2 separate regions of the Ovis aries genome follow, and region 1 is linked to region 2. The links are chromatin contacts, called in public Hi-C maps. All regions are on one chromosome and are shown on one strand. The core of a region is the stretch at or near the end of the contact, and the rest is flanking DNA. Distances in the headings are between cores, read along the strand shown.

Evidence for each region. Hi-C and Micro-C count contacts between places; a contact is called where the count stands out from the background.
Region 1: a contact with region 2 is called in a Hi-C map of tail adipose tissue, with 4 times the contacts expected there. The contact joins the promoter of AMMECR1 here to the enhancer-like site in region 2. A contact is called at or near these places in 3 of 16 Hi-C or Micro-C datasets (skin fibroblasts and tail adipose tissue).

What each region holds. Positions count from the first base shown.
Region 1 is chrX:124,958,477-124,961,655 of ARS-UI_Ramb_v3.0, reverse strand. It overlaps AMMECR1 (AMMECR nuclear protein 1), which reads right to left and starts at 1,727. Exons shown (of 5, transcript XM_042242389.2): 1 at 1,213-1,727. The coding sequence starts at 1,685. The region is part of intron 1 of RTL9 (retrotransposon Gag like 9); the gene reads left to right.
Region 2 is chrX:124,865,555-124,868,791 of ARS-UI_Ramb_v3.0, reverse strand. The region is part of intron 1 of RTL9 (retrotransposon Gag like 9); the gene reads left to right. Among named protein-coding and RNA genes, the nearest start is that of AMMECR1, 93 kb to the left of the region's middle. Within about 2 kb of position 1,986, at least 5 of the 54 cell types and tissues checked have an H3K27ac peak or open chromatin away from gene starts, as enhancers often do. A contact at or near this core is called in tail adipose tissue, where this site is marked.

The DNA.
Region 1 (3,179 bases), core at 478-2,977, 93 kb before region 2:
TTAGGTACTTACGGTATGGGGACAAGGGGCACTTGTCTTAGCCAGAAAAAGGGTTGATGCTTTTCAGTGTAAGTTTCACTGAAATTTTTCTCTATTATTTTACCCATTGATGCTAAGTACTCATAAGAAAAACAATCACCCTCTTTGTCATTCTGCCCTTCCTTAGGCTTTACATTCCGTCTTGAGCATTTAACTCAAAAAGTCAGTTTACACTCAAGTGTACACATTAGAAAAACAACACATGCCCCATCTCCCACACATCCAAATGGACAGGGATTAGAATTAACCTGGCTTTTAGCTGTAACAGTTTTATTTTAAACAATTTCAACCACACACTTGAAGGGTAAAATAAAAGTACAAAACCGGAGGAAACCATAAAAATTCCTACACACTTACTGTTTAACTAGTTCCCGAATCGTCAAGCCTAACATGGGTTTCTTAAAAGTGAAATAGACACAAAAGCGAGTGCACGCGTAATGTACAAACTGACAGTGGCTCTATGGGGACAGCTCTCTTTGAATGAGCCATTACCCAGACGGTGGAATTAAAAAAAAAAAAAAACTCACTCTTTAAATGTGAGAGAGCCAGCGGTGCGCTTCACTAGAAACACATTTTAATGGGTAAGTTCGGATAAAAATAGGTACTAAGGGAACATGTGTCTTCCCTCCCCAGGACACAAGGAAACCCAAAGGAAAAAGATGGGTAAGCTCATAGGCTCCGGAGCTAAGTTCCATCACTGGCAGAGCAGAAGTTGGATAGTTGCTATTTTTTACGCTGCAATGGGATAGTAACGCTCCATGTGCATGGTACGCGGGGCGGGAACACCGGCGGGACTTTCACTGGGGGTCAAGGAAACCCAATCCAGGAGAGGTCAACACCGTGAGGGATCCAGAGCTCCCAAACCCAGAGATGGGGAGCCGGGGTGGCGAAGGAGAGGGTCAAAACTCCTCGAAGTTACCTCAAAGAGAAAGCGAACACCTCTGGGAGTCAGCGAGCCATCTCTCGCAGCAGCACCCCTCTCCAAGTGTGGGGCGCTTGTCTCAGAGGGCAGAAAGTGCGGGGTGCCCGTACTCAGGGAGAGTGGCTCCAGGGACCCGGGGCAGCCAGAGGGGCAGGGGCAGCGGCCGGCGGGGAGGCGGACTCGTACTTTGCCTCAACTCTGAGCCCCATCCCGAGCGCAAGGGAGAGGGCGGCGGAGGGCACGGTACTCACTAGGGCTCGTTGGTGAACCGGGGGGTCCGGGGCTGCTGGTATCCGTACAGGTGACAGTAGAGCACATCGAAGCAAAAGCAGCACATCTCCGCTGACACCACCATCTTCCGGGAGCCGGGCGATGAGGACGAGGCGGCGGACGACAAGGAGGGCGAGGGAGAGGTGGCGGCGGCCGGGGTAGAAAGTAGGGTCCCCACTCCGCAGCTCGGAGGGGGCGACAGGGAGATCCCCCCGCCGCCGCCGCCGCAGCCCTGGGGGGGAGAGAGGGTACAGCCGCTGCCGCTACCTCCTCCGGCTAGACCTCCTAGCCCGTTGAGCCGCGTACCGGCGCCTCCTAGTCCCAGCTCCCCGGCTCGGCACTGGCTCTCTCCGCTGCAGTGGGAGGAGGAGGAGGCGCCACCACCGCCACCCGAGCCAGAGGGGGGCGAACTGGACAGTTTCTGCTTCTTCACCCCGCAGCAACCCGCCGCCATCTTGGAACAGTCTCCCCCACGCAGCGCTTCCGACCCATAAGTGAGGCGAGCTGGCGGCGGGGGCGAGCACGCTGCGGCCCCGGCCGCCGGGGGCGCGCCAGGGGCTCGCGGGCCACGCGCGCGCGCGCCGCTCCCTGGTCCGGCCGCCCGGCCACGCGGCCAGCCCGCGCGCGCCCCCGCCCCGGCGCGCGCCCCGCGCTTTCGCGGCTCGGCACCTCGCGCCTGTCCCGCCGGCCTCGCGCCTCCTCCTCCTCGGAGCCGAGCCTGAGCCTCGAGCCTCGCGGCCCTCCGAGGATGAGAGACGGGAAGCCCAGTAGGAAGGAAAGAGAAGAAAGCGGAGAATGGGAGCAAAGGGAGGAAGTGGGCACCCCGGAGACGGAGGAGCGAAAGGGAAACTAATGGGAAGGAAGCGGGGAGAAACAAGAAAGTCTGAAGTAAGTATCCAAGTCCCAAAGTACGACTCAGTGACGGGCACCGCACATAGTGTTAGTGACACCTGAGCCAAATTAAGTGGAACCTGAGCCACCGGCCTCAAATACGCTAGGTTCTGAACTGCCGGAGTGTGATCAAGCAGGTGCTTGGAACTCCACACCTGAGATCGCCCCTTATGAATCAGTCAGGGAACGGGCCATACTGCAGTGACTCCATCTGAACACGCACATAATCTTTTTTCCAAGAATACGGTAAAAGAGACACACTCTGTCCTTATTGACAGACATTCCAGCCCAATCGACTCTATATATCCCCATGCGTGTTCCTCAACTTTCCTTCCTAGCCCCATAAAGACCTTTAAAAGCAAAAAATAAAATCCTAACCAACACCTCACTGATTCACAGATGTTCACTGTGGTCTGGAACTTGCACCGGTGGGTTATTGGGAGAGGGGATTGGCTTGGGAACAAAGCAGTTAGAAATATATCTGTAGTTAGCACAGATCTTACAGATAAACAGGGCGGGTAGTATACTTGGTCACAAGTTGAAAGATTTTGTTCAGGTATATAATTAGTTGCTAGTATTCTTTTAAAATTTTCTCAAAGAATGCTTGGATGGATGAGGAGGCGTTTGATTGAGTCACTCCCATTCTGGGCGCCCAAGACAATAATCAAATGTAAAATATTCATAGAAATGAAACCTCATAGAAACAGAAAGTCTAAGCTTATTGTGTTGTGTCTATGCCTTGCCAAAACATCTAGACAAAGCGATGTATCTACATATTTGGAGGCATCAGAGGATTGATCGATTTTGTCACCTTTGAGCTAAATATGTGATATCTTGCAGATAGGTGAGGGCTGTTCATTTCACTCCAGGGGAAAAATAAGTCAACAAATTTTGAGCCTCTCTGCCTAGTATGTTTATGACACTGTTGTTATTTAGTCACTAAGTGATGTCCAACTCTTCTGCAACCCCGTGAACTGTAGTCCACCAGGCTCCTCTGTCCTTGGGATTTCCCAGGCAAGAATACTGGAATGGGTTGCCATTCCCTTCTCCAGGGGAT
Region 2 (3,237 bases), core at 737-3,236:
AGTCCCAGTTATCTTCAGAAGCTATTTTGAGGGCTTTCAAATTGGGTCTCCCTTTTCTGGCCAGATGGATTTGATACTTAATGAGTTTCTACTAAGTACCAGGCATTGTGCTGAATATTTCGCATGCACCATCTCACGTCTGAAAGAGATGTTTTTAATGTCCATCTGTATTTTACAAATGTTGTTGTTGTTTAGTTGCTAAGTCATGTCCCACTCTTTGCGACCCAATGGACTACAGCATGCCACACTTTGCTGTCCTTCACTATGAGGAAATGTAAATTCAGAGTAGTGACTTGCCCAGGGTCATGTTGCTGGGAAGTTGCAAAGCCATGATTTGAACCTAGGCTGTTGGTCTCCAGTGCCTGCTCTCCTTTTTGTGTATGGAGGGTGGGGTCTCTTCTGGGTAATACAGTGACATAAGTCAAGCTTGTCTTTGATGTCTTCAGGCTTGTAAGGTGTCTCAGGGACTCTGTGTCACAGTGTCACCCACCCCTGTAGCCACTACTATGGGGCCTACCAGGTAGCCCATCCCATTGGGAGCTTTGTCCTTTGCAACTCCTCTGAGACTTTGACTTCTGGGCTGTGCTAAACTTTTCCAGAGCACATGTTTACATGTTAATGCAATCTTTAACCCAGGAGCAAACGGCCCCTGTGTAAGCTGTCGGGGGGGGGGAGGGCTCTGGTTATGGGGAGCGGGGGTACAGGTTGCTCTGGGCATCTCTTTCAACAGATACATGGGGGCCCCTCCTACATTTTCAAGGTGCTTGGTGCCTACCTCGGAGGGCTGAGAGCTCTGGAGTCACACCAACAAGTGTTTTAATCTGGCTTCACTGTTCCAGGATGAATTGTGTCATTTGTCACAAATTACTTAACCTCATCGAGCCTCCCATTCCTCTTTTGTCACATGGATCTCATAATACTTCTCATCTCCTGGGGAGGTTGTGAGGATGACATGAGACAACACAGCCACTGTGTCTAGTGCAAAATGTTGTTCTTGTTTAGTCGCTCAGTTGTGTCTGACTCTGTGACCCTATGGGCGACCTTATGGACCATAGCCCACCAGGCTCCTCTGTCCATGGGATTTTCCAGGCAAGAATACTGGAGTGGGTTGCCATGCCCTCCTCCAGGGGATCTTCCTGATCCAGGGATCGAACCTGCATCTACGTCACTGTAGGCAGTTCTTTACCACTGAGCCACCAGGGAAGCCTGTAGTACAGAATAATCGCTTGAAAAATGTGAAATCTTTCCTGAAATCTGTTTCTACTGGCTCCCCCACCCCCGCCCCTGCCATCTAGGTTTCCCTTCCCCCGTTGCTTCTTTCTTTGCCTCACCAACAGGTATCCTTTTGGAAACTCTTCCCTTTCTTTCCCAGTGGCTCCCTCTGACACCCTCAACCTTTGGAACAACTAGCCGTCATAGTTCCTGGGGCTGATCCCGTTTCTGGATATTCTCTCCTGCTGTCTTGAGTGCATGAGCTGATTTGAATTCAGAAAGCAGAGTCCATTCCTGCGAGGAGTGTCACCACAGTCCATCTTACATTCAAATGGTGAAGGCTGACTTGATGGCCCCACATCGTTATCTGATGGGTGTTGAGAAGGCCTCCCCCCTCCAACCCAGAGACTTCCTTCTGGCCTGTGAGTAATGCCACTATCTCTACCATCGGTGGACGATCCCTTTGAGTCCAACTGCCCTGGGTGGTCTCGGGGGCGGGGGATGGCTGGGCCAGGCAGGGTTGTTTTGTGTATATGTGTGAGTGCAGATTCCTTGATCAGAGCCTTTCCTGTCAGGGGGAGGGGAGGAAAAGGTTAGAGGGAGCTGACTCCCCAGGGAAGAGGAAAGCCAGGCAGGCAGGGGTAGGGCGTGGGGGTGTGGGAAATCAGCTGATAGGAGGCTGTGTCTCCGGCACAGTTTTGCCTAGGGTGGGCCCTGTGTATTGCAACAGCTGTGAACTTTGGAATCACCAAGGTTGGGAAGCCAGGCCTCAGAGGGAGTGGCTGGAGGCTGAGCTCATCCTGAAAAGATGTGAGCCTGGATTCCCGGAGGGCAGAGAGGAGGACCAGGGAGGAGGTCATACTTTGGGGGGTATCTAAAGACAGAAAGAGAGTCTTGGTGTCTTTCATCTCTACGTGTAGGTGACACCTGTGGATAGGTGGGTCACAGTAGAAAATGGCCCCTGAGGGGTGGGGGTCTCCTTTTTCTGACTGCTAAGAGGAGACTTAGCAGAAGGACTGCCCCCTTTCCTTTGGAAAGGAAACAACTTCTGAGGGTATGGCAGGGTTCAGTGGGTGTTCCCCCTCAAGGGAGGTTACCCCCTAAGTGAGGGTGCTTGGCTGGGAGAGGGTAACTAGGTGTTCCTCAGCCCACAGATGAAGGCACTCCAGTGCCCCTCCCTGTAGGCTTTTCACTTTGTCTCTTGACATGCATCGCCATCTACCACAGCAGGTATGAACACAGCTTAAAAAGGAAGGTCAAAGATGTCCCCTCAACCCCCTTCAGTGGTTCTACCACACCCTGTGGACCCCACTGGAGGATGCTGATTCTGAAATTTGGTGGCCCTGCCCATAGGGACCAAGGGGCCAAATATTTGAAATCATCATAACCATAACAAAAACCATTGGCTGACCATTTGGGATGCCTTACCAGGGGCTACTTTATATATAGGCCCTGAATGTGGGCTTGACCTGAGGGATAATGAAGTTTTCCCACTGCTTCATACACACACACACACACACACACACACACACACACACACACAGAGTCAAGTTCCTCAAAAACATGTCCACAGTCCTGAGGCCACAGAGCACATTAGACACACATTCTCTGCTTGCAGTCAAAAGTCCCGTCTTTCCCAAGTCCTGCTGCTAGACCCGACTCGGTGCACACAGATACACATTCCCATATCTATCCTTCCCAAATCCTAGAGCTCTGAAAACTGAGGGCCTTTTATAAGTTTAAGGTAAATTCATTTGGCAGCCAAACCTGCGCTGGTATGAGGCTATTTATAGTATTTTTCTATCGCACTCTGTGTGAATATTCATGTGTTTTTGCTCCCGAAATATCAATGTACTTGATTGCTGGATGCTGTCTCAGACCCCACTGGAAGTGACATATAATATTCTGCTATAGGCCCCCTCTGGCTTTCTTAAAATTCAAAGCATTCCAAATTCCTTGTATTATAGAACGCACCTCACTGTCTTGTAATAATCTATTTAATGTCCCTGAACAACAACAACAAAA